Regions from separate parts of the Mus musculus genome. Here regions 1 and 2 are each linked to region 3. A link is a contact called in public promoter capture Hi-C data. All regions are on one chromosome and are shown on one strand. Each heading gives the region's core, a stretch centred on a gene start, on an enhancer-like site or on the middle of the called end of the contact. The rest is flanking DNA. Distances are from core to core; before and after follow the strand shown.

Region 1 (4,502 bases), core at 1,241-3,740, 1.6 Mb before region 3:
CTTACATGGGTGGAGGTGGTGGCTCACGCCTTTAATCCCATCACCCAGGAGGCAGAGGCAGGCAGATCTCTGAGCCCCAGGGCAGACTAGTCTAAAGACTGAATTCCAGAACAGCCAGAGTTATACAAAAGAAACCCTATGTCGAAGATGGATGGATGGATGGATAGATAGATAGATAGATAGATAGATAGATAGATAGAATAACCTTTTCCCTTGTTCTGAGAGGCAGTCAATCAATCTAGCAAAACTTTAAATGGCAGACAATTCCTCACATACCAATTTGTTCTATTTTTAATTTTAGGGAACTGTGTGTGGTGACATCGCAACACTAGGTGCATTAAGGCCAGAAGCAAGCTGTACATCATCAGGTGAGGACTCTCAGTGAGGCATGTCAAGGGCAAGTAAAGAAAGTTGACTTCAGGAGATGAAATAAAGATGGCTTCCCTTCCCCCAGAATAAGTCTGGGGCCATCAGTGCTCAGCACTAGCTCCGTGGCTCTTGCATCAGCCTCTGGGACATTTCTGTCATGGACAGCTAGACGGAAGGTCCTTGTTCTCTAGAAGTTATGTGGAGTTGGAGCAAGGAGGCAGAGAGTGGTATCAGTTCCCTTTGGGGATATAGATGCTTTCCCAGAAGCCTCCCAGCCAGAACGTTCTGCAGGGGGACCTGTTTCTCGGACACTTATGTCTTAACCTTCTGGACAGTTGAATCTTCTCACATCCATCACACTTTTGTATCAGGGTGAAGGGTTATTAGTGCTTGGGACATGGTGTTTTGTAGTGTAGACTGGCTTTGAACTTTCAGCAATCCCCCTGCTTCCAATTCTTTTTGTTGTTGTTTGTTTGTTTTTGTTTTTGTTTTGGGGGGGTTGAGACAGGGTTTCTCTGTGTAGCCCTAGCTGTCCTGGAACTCACTCTGTAGACCAGGCTGGCCTCAAACTCAGAAATCCGCTTGCCTCTGCCTCCCGAGTGCTGGGAGCAAGGCGTGCACCACCATCGCCCAGCCTATTATGTTCTTACATTTATTTTATTTTAGTTCATTTTATTTAAGACAGGTTCTCATGAGGCTCAGACTGGCCTCCAATTCATAAATCCCCTGCCTCAGCCTCTGGAGTGTAGGGGGAATGCTTGTTTTTTTTTTTTTTAAGATTTATTTATTTATTATATGTAAGTACACTGTAGCTGTCCTCAGACACCCCAGAAGAGGGCATCAGATTTCGTTACGGATGGTCGTGAGCCACCATGTGGTTGCTGGGATTTGAACTCGGGACCTTTGGAAGAGCAGTCGGCGCGCTCTTAATTACTGAGCCATCTCGCCAGCCCCGGGAATGCTTGTTTATAGACACATGTGTGCCACCCTTACCCCATCCAGCTAGTCTTAGATTCTTAGGCTTTCCCCTGTTAGCCAACTTCTTATAACTTTTATGTTCAAATTATAGCATGGTTTCAGACTGAACCCATCCTGACACACAAAATGGCAGATTGCCTACTTAGTTTAGGGATCTCCTCTCAGCCTCCAGCTCAAGGACACAAATGGCTGGTAGAGGAGATAGATCCAGTCGGTTGGTCCTTCTGGCACTCTTGAGGAAGCCAATCTTCTTCATGGGTGTCAGTTACCCATGCAGTAACTCGGTTTACTGGGGCTGCCATAATTGGGTGGGAAGGACGCAGTCTCATGGGTTTTTTGTTTTGTTTTGTTTGTTTGTTTGTTTGTTTGTTTTTTGCATAGCCCTGGAGCTTGCTCTGTAGACCAGGCTGGCTTTGAACTTAAGAGATCCACCTGCCTCTGCCTCCAGAGGGCCAGGATTGAAGGAAGGCATGACCACCACCTGGCCCAGCTCTGCCTCAACTTTTCAAGCACTGGGATTACAGTTGTGAATTTATCTACTATGTGCCTTAAATTTGGATTTCTTTTTTAATATGTTTTTTCAGGAAAGGGTCTCAAGAAGTCCAGGATGCCCTTGAACTTTGCAGCCGCAGTAAGCCTTGAACCCAGAAATCTTCTGCCTCAGCCACGTTAGTATCCGGGTCAACAGGCCTGGCGCCCTAGGTCAGGCCACTGTAGTTTAGGGACTGAGTTGAGTGGTAAGCAAGAGAGATGGTCCCTTTAGGGAGATGCCAGATCTTTTATTCCCAGAGCCTTGGCCTTGCATTCCCTAGCCCTGTTTCAGAAATGACCCAGCAGAAAACGCAGGTCTGGCCTCCACAAGATAGCCTTAGCTTGACCTCAAAAAAGCCTGGCCTTTCCGCGTCCGGAGGGGCGTGACCTAACCCAAAAGAGAGGCGGGACCTAGTGAAATATTCATATCGAAAGGCACGGTAAGCAAGAGGAGGCCAGCCCAAGGGAGGAACCTAGCTCTAACTGGACCGGAAGGGACAGGGAATTTAGCAGATCCTTCCTCAAAGGGCCGGGCCTTGACGAAGCTAGCCCCGGAAGAGGCGGGGCATAAGTGGAGCCCAGCCCTAGGGCGGGGCCTGGCCGAAGGATGGGTTGGCCTGAGGGCGGGGCTTTCAGGAGCGCTCTCCGGAAGCGCAGCTTTGGTGTCCGGGAGAGGAGTTCCAGTCGTCGTCGCCGCTGCCACTGCCCGTGTGTGCCGCGTCAGTCATGCCGGTAAGTGGCCGTTCGACCCGCGGGAACTTCTGTCTCCAGCCCGGATGCACTGTTTCCGAGCCCGACGCTGCTGTCAGGGCGCAGGCCGTGGCCAGAGCTGCAGTCGTTTCTCAGTTTACCTTCCGCACGGTCCTCCGGCTTCGGGACCCTCCGGAAAGCTGCAGAGAGCAGTGTAGTGCAGAACACAGGCCTCCGGATCGCCCTAGAGAGTCTTCGAGAGGCAGCCCCATCCTTTTCTGCATAATGGGGAAACTGAGGCAGGGAGGTAGGGCAGAGAACCCATATAGGAATGCGGGTACCTGGCCTTTCCACATGCATACCCTGCCGCCTGCAGGCTTTCCAGAGAAGCATGTCTCTGTTCATCTCTCCTGCCCACACTGCCCTGCTTCCACTTCAGCACTGGGCCGACAGGGTACTTTCTTCCCCAACCAGGAATCCCAAAGCTCAGAGCAGAGTTTAAGGAGCCGAGAGCAGCGCTTATCTTGCCTTTGAAATCACCCCACTCCTTTGCATGGCGGCTTCTAGTCTCATTGCTTAATTTAAAATGAAGGCCTTACATGAGGCCTTGGCACATTACACAAGAAGAGAAGAAAAACCCCAGTGCTTGCTGGAAAGCGTTTATTGTTGGGAGCTAGCTAGGTAGGTAGGATACAAGATGGAGCCAGACCACCTGGGAAGTGCTGGGCAAAACCAGTTGTACTTGTTTGGGGGCAAGCTCTAATCTCAACTGAGTTCCGGAGATGCTGGTCTAGAGTTGTGGAGTGGAGAGCATTTTCCTCCCAGTGCCTCTCAACCCAGAGGTCTCCCAGGAGTATTCTGTGTTTTAGCAGCTTATCTTCTGGGAATGAACCTGAGGCTTCTTCCTGGTACAAATCCTTAAACCTCTCAGGTGTCATTCTTGTGGTTCCTGCCCATTGTCTTCAGACCCTGTCTGCACAAAGCACAGACCAAAAAAAAAAAAAAAACTTGGTAAAGTCCATCCTGCCAGTCAAGCTAGTCCATGTGACAGACTCCTTGGTGACCTCAGGATTCCAGAGTGGAGGCTGCCCGGCTGCTCTTCAGAGGGCAGCAGTGAAGGAAAAAAATAGCTTGAGGGCCTCTCTGTTCTGTGTCTGCCTCTGGGGACACAGGATTTAATGGGAGATGAACAGGCACCTTATCAAGACAAATTGCTAAGTGCAGGGAGGTATTGGTCAAGTGCTACCTCCAATCTAGCCAGGGAAGTAAGTCTTACCCAAGATAGTTTGCAGACCAAAGCTTAACCCAGAAACCTGAAAGTTTGCCCTTGGCTTGCCAGCTGGGCAGCCTCAGGCAAGTTGTTCTGCCTCTCTGAGCCTTTGTCTCCTCATCTGTAAAATCAGGACTGAAAACAGACCTTTCAGGACTGAGGTTGGTATTAACTGGAGTTATATCATCATATTTAACACAGCTAGTGACCCATCTGTCCCCAAGGAGTAGTGACTCTTATGTTGATGTAGGTCGAGTGGGGTAGAACTGGGTAGGCAGGCTTCCACTCCAATTTAACATGGGTCTCACTGGTTAAAAGTTCAAGTCTTGTGTCCTCTCTCCAGCCTAGGCCTTCCTACTCATGAGCTGTGTCTCCTGGGGTCAGTATTTAACCCCGGAGCTTCAGCCTTCTGATCTCTCACAAGGTAGAGTTTCCTGGCTTTTTGAATCATTGTAGCGATTAAAGGAGACATAAAGGAGACAGTGTAACAAGGTGTGAGAGAGTCGGGCACATCAGAGATGTGCAGATACTAGTAAACAGGACTCTAAGACACCAGTGTTCAAAGACTCAGCGTCCTCTAGAGGAATAGTGTCCTCCTCTTCCTCTTTCTCCTCCCCCTCCTACTCCCCCTCTATTCTCACTCTTCCAGTTCTAGTGTCTATAA
Region 2 (4,446 bases), core at 1,032-3,531, 1.2 Mb before region 3:
AACTCAGAAATCTGCCTGCCTCTGCCTCCCAAGTGCTGGGATTAAAGGTGTGTGCCACCATGCCCGGCTGAAAAAATGTTTTTAAATAAATAGAAAACCAAAAAAAGCATGGTGAGGAAGATCAGTCCCCAGGATGTTCTGCACCATGGCATATATGTGTGGGTCAGAGGACAGCTTGCAGGGGAAGGTCACTTCTCTCCTTCCATCATGTGGGTTCTGGGGATTGAATTGAGTAGTGAACCCTTTTAATCCACTGAGCCTTCTCACCTGCCCCACACTTTGGCTGCCTTACTAAGCATTTCTGTGGTGGTTTGAATGAGAATGGCCCCATAGGTTCAAAGATTTGAATGTTTGGTTTCAGTTGGTGGAACTGTTTAGGAAGGATTAGGAGGTGTGGCCTTGTGGAGGAGGTGTGTCATTGGGGGAGTGTTTTGAGATTTCAAAAGCCCATGTCCAGCCCTGTTCCCCGCCCCATCTGTCCATCAGGATGTAACACTCTCAGCTATCGCTCCAGTGCCTTTAAATGCTCCCTGCCATGATAATGGACTAAGCTCCTGAAACTGTAAGAAGCCCACCCCACCCCACCCCCCAGTTAAATGCTTTCTGTTTTTAAGAGTTGCCTTACTCATAGTGCCTCTTCATAACAATAAAACAGTGACTAAGACACAGGGTTTCATTATGTAGTCCAGGCTTGCCTGGAACTCACAGTGACCCCCTGCTTCAGCTTTCTTGCTGTTTGAACTACAAATATAAGCCCTCATGCCCAGCTCAATATTGTTTTCTGCTCTTTGGAGGGTCATTGCCTTGAATGTGTTATTCATTGCACTGGGTCTCTTTCTTCAATACAACTTTCAGAGAGTTTGTGACCCTGACACGGATTTTCTAACCTGTGCCCAGTACTCTGGAGCGCTGACTTTCAAAGCTGTTATCGCCTTCCCACGTGCAGCTCCCAGTGAGCACTCCAAGAAGATAGAAAGGAGTCTCTTGTCCTAGATTCTGACCCTATTGTCCCCATTCCCACTGCATCTGGCAAGCTTGCAGTGTCTGTCCTGAGGAGAGAAGACTATGTCACACAGATCTTGTGAGCTGGGGAAAGCTATTGGCCCAGCCTTGTGGAAAGCTTACAATGAAAGTGGGTGTCATTTATTTGCAGGGGTGTTACAAAAGCCAGGTTTGGGGGAGCATTTGACCTGGGCTCTGGGCCTTGCTACCAGCATTGTCCCTCTCTGAAGTATACTTTTATTTCATTTATTCATTTGTTTATTGAAGAGGGGAGAGTGAGTGTGTGTGCACACATGTGTGCACATGGCCTACATATGGAGATCAGAGGACAAATTTCAGGAGTTGGCTCTCTTTTTCCTGGGAATTGAATTTAGGTCATCAGCTTAGTAGCAAGCACCTTTACTCACTGAGATAATTTTAATTCATTTTCTTTTGAGACAAGGGCTCACTCTGTAGCCTAGACTGACCTCCAACTTGTGGTTGTCCTTTTGCCTCAGGCTCCTGGAACTGCAAATTGATTGGCCTTTTCAGCTCAGGAAATGTAGATTTAGTTATGAATGGGTAATGCAGTGTGTGAGCCTTGGCATGCATGTTCCTTTTCTCCTTCCACCAAGTGGGGCCTGGGGATGGAGCTCAAGTCGGCATCACAGGCAACTGCCTTTCCCACTGAGCCTGCAGCTGGCTTGTTCTTTTGGTTGCTTGCTTGGTTAGTTTTGTTTTTGAGATAAGCTCTTACTTACTCTGTAGCCTCTTCCTGAAACTCCAGCCTCAGCCTCCTAAGTGCTGGGTCTATAGGCACTCACCCTCAGTGCCTTCAGAGGTTAAAAGGCCCATGTGCTGGAGCCGGACAGGCATCTTTGAGCCACCCGATGTGGGTGTCTGGAGTTGAACCATAGTTCCCTGGAAGGGCAGAAAAATACTCTTAACTGCTAAGATCTCTCTCCAACCCCGTTCCCTTTGTATGACAGGTTATCATGTAGCCCTGCCTGGTCTTAAACCCCCTATATATATCAGACTGTCCTCGAACTTGTGATCCTCCTGCCTCCACCTCCTCAGAACTGGGATTACAGACGTGTGCCACAACGCCTGGTTTAATTGTTTTCGTTCTTTTCCCTCTCAGCTCTTTCTCATCAGAGGGTCCTGAGAACCATCTGTGGCTCCTGGGGATCTCTCCTGCCCCGGCCTCAGGTACTTCTGGCGTGGAGCGCCGCTGGCACCTGCCCTGGCCCGGCCCCGGCTCGGCCGGGGCCCCGCGCAGGCCCTGCTCTTCCGGCATTTAAGGCGCGCAGCCGGCGCGGCTGCAGCTCCGGGCGGTTGAGAGTCACAGCCAGCGGGACGCGCGAAGCAGGATGGGCTGCAGGCAAAGCCGGCACAGCCGCGGCAAGCGCGCAGAGAAGGTACCGGGAGCCCGCACACGGAGGTCTGCTTGGGGGGCGCTCAGAGGGACAGCAGAGGACACCAGATGGACAGCAGTGGGGGGGGCAGTCATGGAGATTGGGGTGCGGGGGTGGGGGTGCTCTGTCTCCGCCCGACCCGGCAATCAGAAGCCGAGTTAACACACTCAGTCCCAGACAAACTGCAGCTGACCCTGCTGTCCCCGCGGGGAGGTGACTGGTGTGTCCGTGGCAGGTGGCCTTCAGTGTGGGGCTGTCACTGTGTAGTAGAGGACAGAGTTCTTAACCTCTCTGCGCCTTGAGCTAAGGTCTAAGGCCGGCAATCTCTGATAGGTCCACAGCCGGACAGCACCAGCATCACCTGAGACCTGTTGGAAACCTCAACTCCCTGGTCTGCCCAAGGGCTGCTAGACACAGGCTGCCTCTTAACGAGTTTCGCCTGGGATCACTGCACCCTTTAGAGCCTAGGAAGCGGGTCAGGGCTTCCTGCGGGAACTGAGCGGTGCGTGGGCTGCCCTTAGGGTAGCTGGGAGGAGCCAAAGTGGGAGTTGATTTGTAGTCTCCTGCAGCTCTCTCCTCCTTCCTGTCCCTCCCGCCCCAGAGCCCTGAAGCTGGGTTAGAGCCCAAGAGACTGACTCAGGTTTCTGCCCCTTGAGGTCTGAGAAACGTCAGGAGGTCAGAGCCTAGATTCAGGGCCAAATCCACTGAGGACAGCCGGGGGCCCAGAGAAGGAAACAGGCACTCTAGAGTCCTAGTCGTTTTTTCCTGTCTGCCAGTCTCTCCACCCCTTGTGGGGATGGACAGCCCGTGAACTTCATCAGTCCCCACTGTGAAAATGATTAATTTTGCAAGGAACTTCAGCTCATTAGTCTTCCTGTTACCTCTGTTTATCTACCCCTAACTTTGTCAATGTGTGTGTGTGTGTGTGTGTGTGTGTGTGTGTGTTCTCTGAACCCTCCCCTGCACTTGGACTAACTTTTCATTGTTTTATTTTTCTCCCCATCCCCACTTTTGGAGACAGGGTCTGGTGTAGCCCAGGCTGTCCTAAACTTAATGTGTAGCCAAAGCTGGCCTTGCACTGCTAATTCACCTGCCTCTCCAATGCTGGGATTACCAGCCTCCCCACCACAGCAGGCTGGATGTTTTTGTTCAGATTTTTTAGACAAGCTCTCAATATGTAGCCTAGATTGGCCCCAAACTTTCAATTTTACTTAGCCTCCCTAATGTTGAAATTATAGGCCTGGGCTACCATACCTGGCTTCTAAGGGCTTCTTGATAACTGCAAAGCCCTTCACCTTTGCTGCCTCAAAGGGCCTCCATGTCTGCCTTGGGCCTGTGCAGCTTCGTTGGGTTCTTTTGCTCACGGTGCCTGTGAGCTGGATAGTGGGCTGCTTTTTGGCTAAGTTCCCACCTGTTCCTAACCCTCCTGGTTGGTGCTTTTTGCTTAATTTCCAATGCGGGTGTCAAGTCGTGAGCACCCGGTATATCTACACAGTCTGCCAATACCCCTGGGAGATAGAACTCTAGAATAGAGGTTCAGGAGGTCACAAGAGTCAGACCACAATAATGACACTCCCTAAATATTTTCACTTCCTGTTCTGTGCCAGGAAGGTCCTGGGGACCAGGTTGAGCTGTAGAATGAAGCTTCCACGCATTACAGGTGTGGCCCCTAAGGCTCAGAGAGGCTATGAGAGCCGAATGGTAGGATGGCTGCTCAGAGGCAGCTAGGGGGCTGGAGAGGTGCCTTAGTAGTTGAGAGCCTTGGCTGTTCTCCCAGAGGACCCAAGTTCAATTTCCAATACCCACATGGCAGCTCAAAACTATCTGAAATTTCAGTACCATGAGATCCAACACCTTCTGGTCTCTGTGCAGCCAGCATGCACGTGGCAAGCAAAACACCTATATATATACAAATTTTTAATGTTTTTCTTAATTAAAAAAATATGGAAGACTTGCTGGGTATGGTAGCACACAACTTTAATCCCAGAACTCAGGAGGCCAAGGTAGGTGGGTCTTTGTGAGTTTGAGGACAGCCTGGTCTACATATTGA
Region 3 (4,339 bases), core at 806-3,305:
AAGGAAAGCTTTTCTTACACGGCTGGGATCCAATCCAGGGCCTGGTGTGTGTAAGGCAAGCACTCTCCCACTGAGCAACACCCCAGCTCTAAAGGCTTCTACTATGAGCACTGCCAGGGAGGAAGAACACAGGGCAGCCACTTATATCTCAACCTCACATGTCCCTGCATATGCCAATACATAACTATAATTCAGATTGTTAGTTCTTTATGCAAAACTTGAATCTGACCACGTAAAATTTTTATTTACTAGATCTGGACATTTTATTAATATGGCTGTGACAATTATTGTTGTCAACTTGACAGGGTCTAGAATCACCTAAGAGAGAAACCTCTAGGTGTCTGTGAGGAAGCTTCTAGATCTCGTTAGCTGGAGTGGGAAGAGTGACCCTCAGAGTGGCAGCATCTGTTCCATGGCCTTTGGTTCAGGACTAAGTAAGAGGAGAGAAAGCAAGCTGAGCGCCAGCATTTCTCTCTCCTGGCTTCCTGAATGAGGCGACTGTGACAAGCAGACTCCTGCCACCCAGCCTTCCGGGAGTGACTGACTCCACCCTCTGACTACTGAGCCGAACAAACCCTTTCCGCTTAAGTTGCTTTGTCTCTGTAACCAGAAAAGTTACTAACAGCTACTAAAGCAATTGTAGTTACAATGTTTGCCTGTTCCACCGCAATGCTGAGGAGCACGGTTGGTCAGTTGAGGTCAAAGCTACTGAGCAAGCCAGGGCAATATAGCAAAACTCATCTCAAAAAAATAAATATAGATAAAATTATAAGGGTAACTTCTTATTTTATTAGACAGTGTTGCTTCAGAATCATACAGTTGCTGGTCGGTTTTTTGTTTTTTGTTTTGTTTTTGGGTGTTGTTGGTTTTTAGAATATATTACTAGGACAAAATAATGGGTTTCATGGTAAAGTTTGTTGTTGTTGTTTATTTGAGAACCTGGAACTGGCTATAAAGACCAGACTTGATTAAGGTCCTTTGCCACAAACTCTGGTAAGTTTTTGTTTTGGTTTTTTAACAAGTTGGCTCCTGCATTAATTGTAAAAATTACAAATCTGAGAGATTAATCCTACACTAAGATCCTTAATCTTGAAGTCAAAATTTTACTATTTCTTAAATCAAAAGACAACAAAATAATTTAAGAACATAATAGTCTGGGAATTAAAATTCATTGCCACCTTTCTCATCACCAGTCTCAAAATCCACCCCTTTTTAATATATGTATATATTATATGTAAATATATATAACTATTATTTTATTTTATGTGTATGAGTGTTTTGCCTGCAAGTCTGTTTTGTCTAATGTGCCGAGTGCATGCCTACTGGGCCTGTGAGCTGCCCTATGCCTTTTAGGAAGCAAGCCAAGGTCCTCTGGAGGAGCAATCTGGACTCTTAAAGAGAGTCCTAGCTGAGCTATCTCCGCAGCCACAAAAGATGGCAGTCTTTCCAGGAAAAACTGCAACAAAGGCTGTCGTTGTCAATGAGACTCTCCGAGGTTCACAATATCTCTCAACCACAACAAAAATTTGAGAAGGTGGGCTGTTTACTGCTTAAATTCTAAGCCTCTTTCCATTGAACACCCAGAATGGTCTTCCCAGGATGGCCTTGGACACAAACTTTTCAAAGTCACCCTTTCCCTCAAGAGAAGGGCACCCTGGGAACCTGCTCCAGGAAGTGTCCTGAAAAGACCCAATTCCGCCCCCTAGAGCGGACCTGTTAGGGGCGTGGCTCACAGACGCCCCGCCTCAGTCTTCCAGTCTGGGCGGAACTAGAAGTGTTCACCCAACCCGGGCCCCGTAGAGACTATGGAGGCGTGGTCGAATGAAGCCACACCCCTCCCTCGCTGACAGTTCTGAAGCCCGGTTCAGCCCCGCCTTCTGTACCGCCCAGCTAGTTCTGAGTCCTAGCTCGGCTCCGCCTCAGGCGCACGCGCGGCCGATGGCCGGCGCCCACTGTGCGTCACTCAGGCCCCTGCCCCGCCCCCGCCGTGCCGCGCCGCGCCGCGCCTCAGAGCCGGGACGGCGGGGCGGGCCTTGCGGCCCAGGCCCATGCCCAGAGCCCGCCCCGCCCTCAGGCCCTATGTAAAGTTGGCGGTGGCCGAGTCGGAGGCGTCGGTGGGAACTCACGAGCCTTGCACGCAGAGGCTCTCAGCGCCCCGTCTCCCGCGCCACGGTGTCCCCTTATTCCCATACGGGCGCTGTGGGAGGCTGAGGACGGCATGCGGGACTACGACGAGGTGACCGCCTTCCTAGGCGAGTGGGGGCCCTTCCAGCGCCTCATCTTCTTCCTGCTCAGCGCCAGCATCATCCCCAATGGCTTCAATGGTATGTCCATCGTGTTCCTGGCGGGGACCCCGGAGCACCGTTGCCTTGTGCCTCACACCGTGAACCTGAGCAGCGCGTGGCGCAACCACAGTATCCCGTTGGAGACGAAGGACGGACGACAGGTGCCTCAGAAATGCCGCCGCTACCGACTGGCCACCATCGCCAACTTCTCTGAGCTAGGGCTGGAGCCGGGGCGGGACGTGGACCTGGAGCAGCTGGAGCAGGAGAGCTGCCTGGATGGCTGGGAGTACGACAAGGACGTCTTCCTGTCCACCATCGTGACAGAGGTAGGTGACAGCCCCCCTATCAGGGTCTGGTGACATCGCGGCGACGGTTGTAGCCCTTCGTCCAACGCACAGGCTGATGAGCATCCTCCAGTCAGGTGGCCCAGGAACATTTTATGAGATGACTTCTAGCCATAGTACGCCCCTCAGGGGACAAGTGTCTGGCAGACCATCCGTCCATAGGGTCCCATTGAAGATAGAGTCCAGAAGGTTCTGCCCCTTAGGAGATGCCCTGAGACCCTGAGGGGTGGGACTTTCTCGAGGTAGTGATGTGATTCAGAGGGGCCGGATTCAGACTTGCTCCAGAGAAGAGGCCACAGTTTTAGCCTCTGTTCAGAAAGGAAAGACTCTTTGCAGAACTTTTTAAAGTTAAAGAAACGTGTGTTCCAAACTCTCTACCTTTTCTGGAGTTATTCTTTCTTCCCTCACCTGTCCTCATCCCAAAATGAAGGCTTGCCATGCCCCAGGAGAAACTGTTTTCCATTTGCCCGCGATGGATTGTTACTTCTTAAGGACCCATGTGTCTGCAGATCTATCCAGGGTGACTTGTTGGTATGGAGTCTTTTCCACAGTATTCTGGGACAAGATCACTGGAGAGGTTCGGTAAGGCATGTAAGGTTACTCTGAAAAGCGATGGAAACCTAATTCCTCATCCCCTTGCACTTTATTCTTGGGTGACTTTGACATTTCTCAGTCACTCTGCTGGGGGTGTGGCAGGCCATTTAATGGTGCATGTGGATGTGTTTGGGGACTTGGGCACCAACTGTAGTTTCCTGGAGGCTCAGCAGTATTGAATATGCAGAATATGAGAAGAATCTTCTGTGATACTATTGAGCAACTGGTTCATTGAGTATCAGGGATTGGGATTGGCCAGTTGGAGATAGTTTCTTGGTGAGTTTAGTTAGCCCTTAGGTCTAGATCCAACATCAAGAAATGGTTTCAGGAGCAGTAGGGAGAAGCTAGGAGTACCTGTTTGGCATTTAAGACTCTTGGAGGTATAGACTGAGCTTCCCTCCTTACAGGGGCTCTCAGGTATATATCATTCTTCAAGAGTAGAGTCAGAGAGTATCCCCACAAGAGTCACTGTCTGTTTCCTTTGGGAGTTTGTGGTTAGATGTGTTCAAACCTGTGCTTACCTACTACATAAGTAGTAAGAATGAAATCTGAGCTCCATTGGGGATTTTTAACTTAAGTGACATCGTGCCAGGATCAGGTATCACTACCTAACAAAAAAGGGCCTGGTCAGTGATGGAGCACACTCCTTTAGTCTGAGCACTCAGGAGGCAGAGGCAGGAAGAACTCTAGGAGTTGGAGGCCAGCCTGGTCTACAGAGTTGAGTTCTAGGACAGCCTGGGCTACATAGGGAAGTTCTCTATTTTGAAAAACAAAACAACAACAAAAAATGTATTTACTGAGATAGTAAAGTGCTTTTGACCCCTGAGTCCACAGAGAAGGGATTGTCAATTGTTCTACATCTTAAGCTCCAAACTCATAAGTGCTTGGAAGCAAGTGATGGCAGAGGCTGTTGGGGTTGACACATCAATTCCTGAAATCTGCTTTGGCTGCCCAAAAAAGGGGCAGTTGAAATCTGAAGCAGCTTCCTGTCGTGTCTTTAATTTTTACCCTGACCTTGAGAGTGCTGGGCTTTCTCTAGTCATTTGCCCCTACTTCACTGTCGTCTTGCTCGCTGCTGAGGGTGAAAGCAGTACTATTCAGCTCCCCAGAGGCTGG

Evidence for each region. Promoter capture Hi-C pulls out the DNA fragments that hold promoters and counts their contacts.
Region 1: a promoter capture Hi-C map of pre-B cells shows a contact between it and region 3, with 5 times the contacts expected there. The contact joins the promoter of Atox1 here to the promoter of Slc22a5 in region 3. A contact is called at or near these places in 1 of 39 promoter capture datasets (pre-B cells) and 2 of 9 other capture datasets (adipose tissue and liver).
Region 2: a promoter capture Hi-C map of pre-B cells shows a contact between it and region 3, with 4 times the contacts expected there. The contact joins the promoter of Ccdc69 here to the promoter of Slc22a5 in region 3. A contact is called at or near these places in 4 of 39 promoter capture datasets (hippocampal neurons, liver and pre-B cells) and 1 of 9 other capture datasets (liver).

What each region holds. Positions count from the first base shown.
Region 1 is chr11:55,459,196-55,463,697 of GRCm38.p6, reverse strand. Atox1 (antioxidant 1 copper chaperone) reads left to right here and starts at 2,490. Exons shown (of 4, transcript NM_009720.3): 1 at 2,490-2,610. The coding sequence starts at 2,605.
Region 2 is chr11:55,075,966-55,080,411 of GRCm38.p6, reverse strand. Ccdc69 (coiled-coil domain containing 69) reads left to right here and starts at 2,281. Exons shown (of 7, transcript NM_177471.4): 1 at 2,281-2,399. The coding sequence starts at 2,352.
Region 3 is chr11:53,889,419-53,893,757 of GRCm38.p6, reverse strand. Slc22a5 (solute carrier family 22 (organic cation transporter), member 5) reads left to right here and starts at 2,055. Exons shown (of 10, transcript NM_011396.3): 1 at 2,055-2,611. The coding sequence starts at 2,219.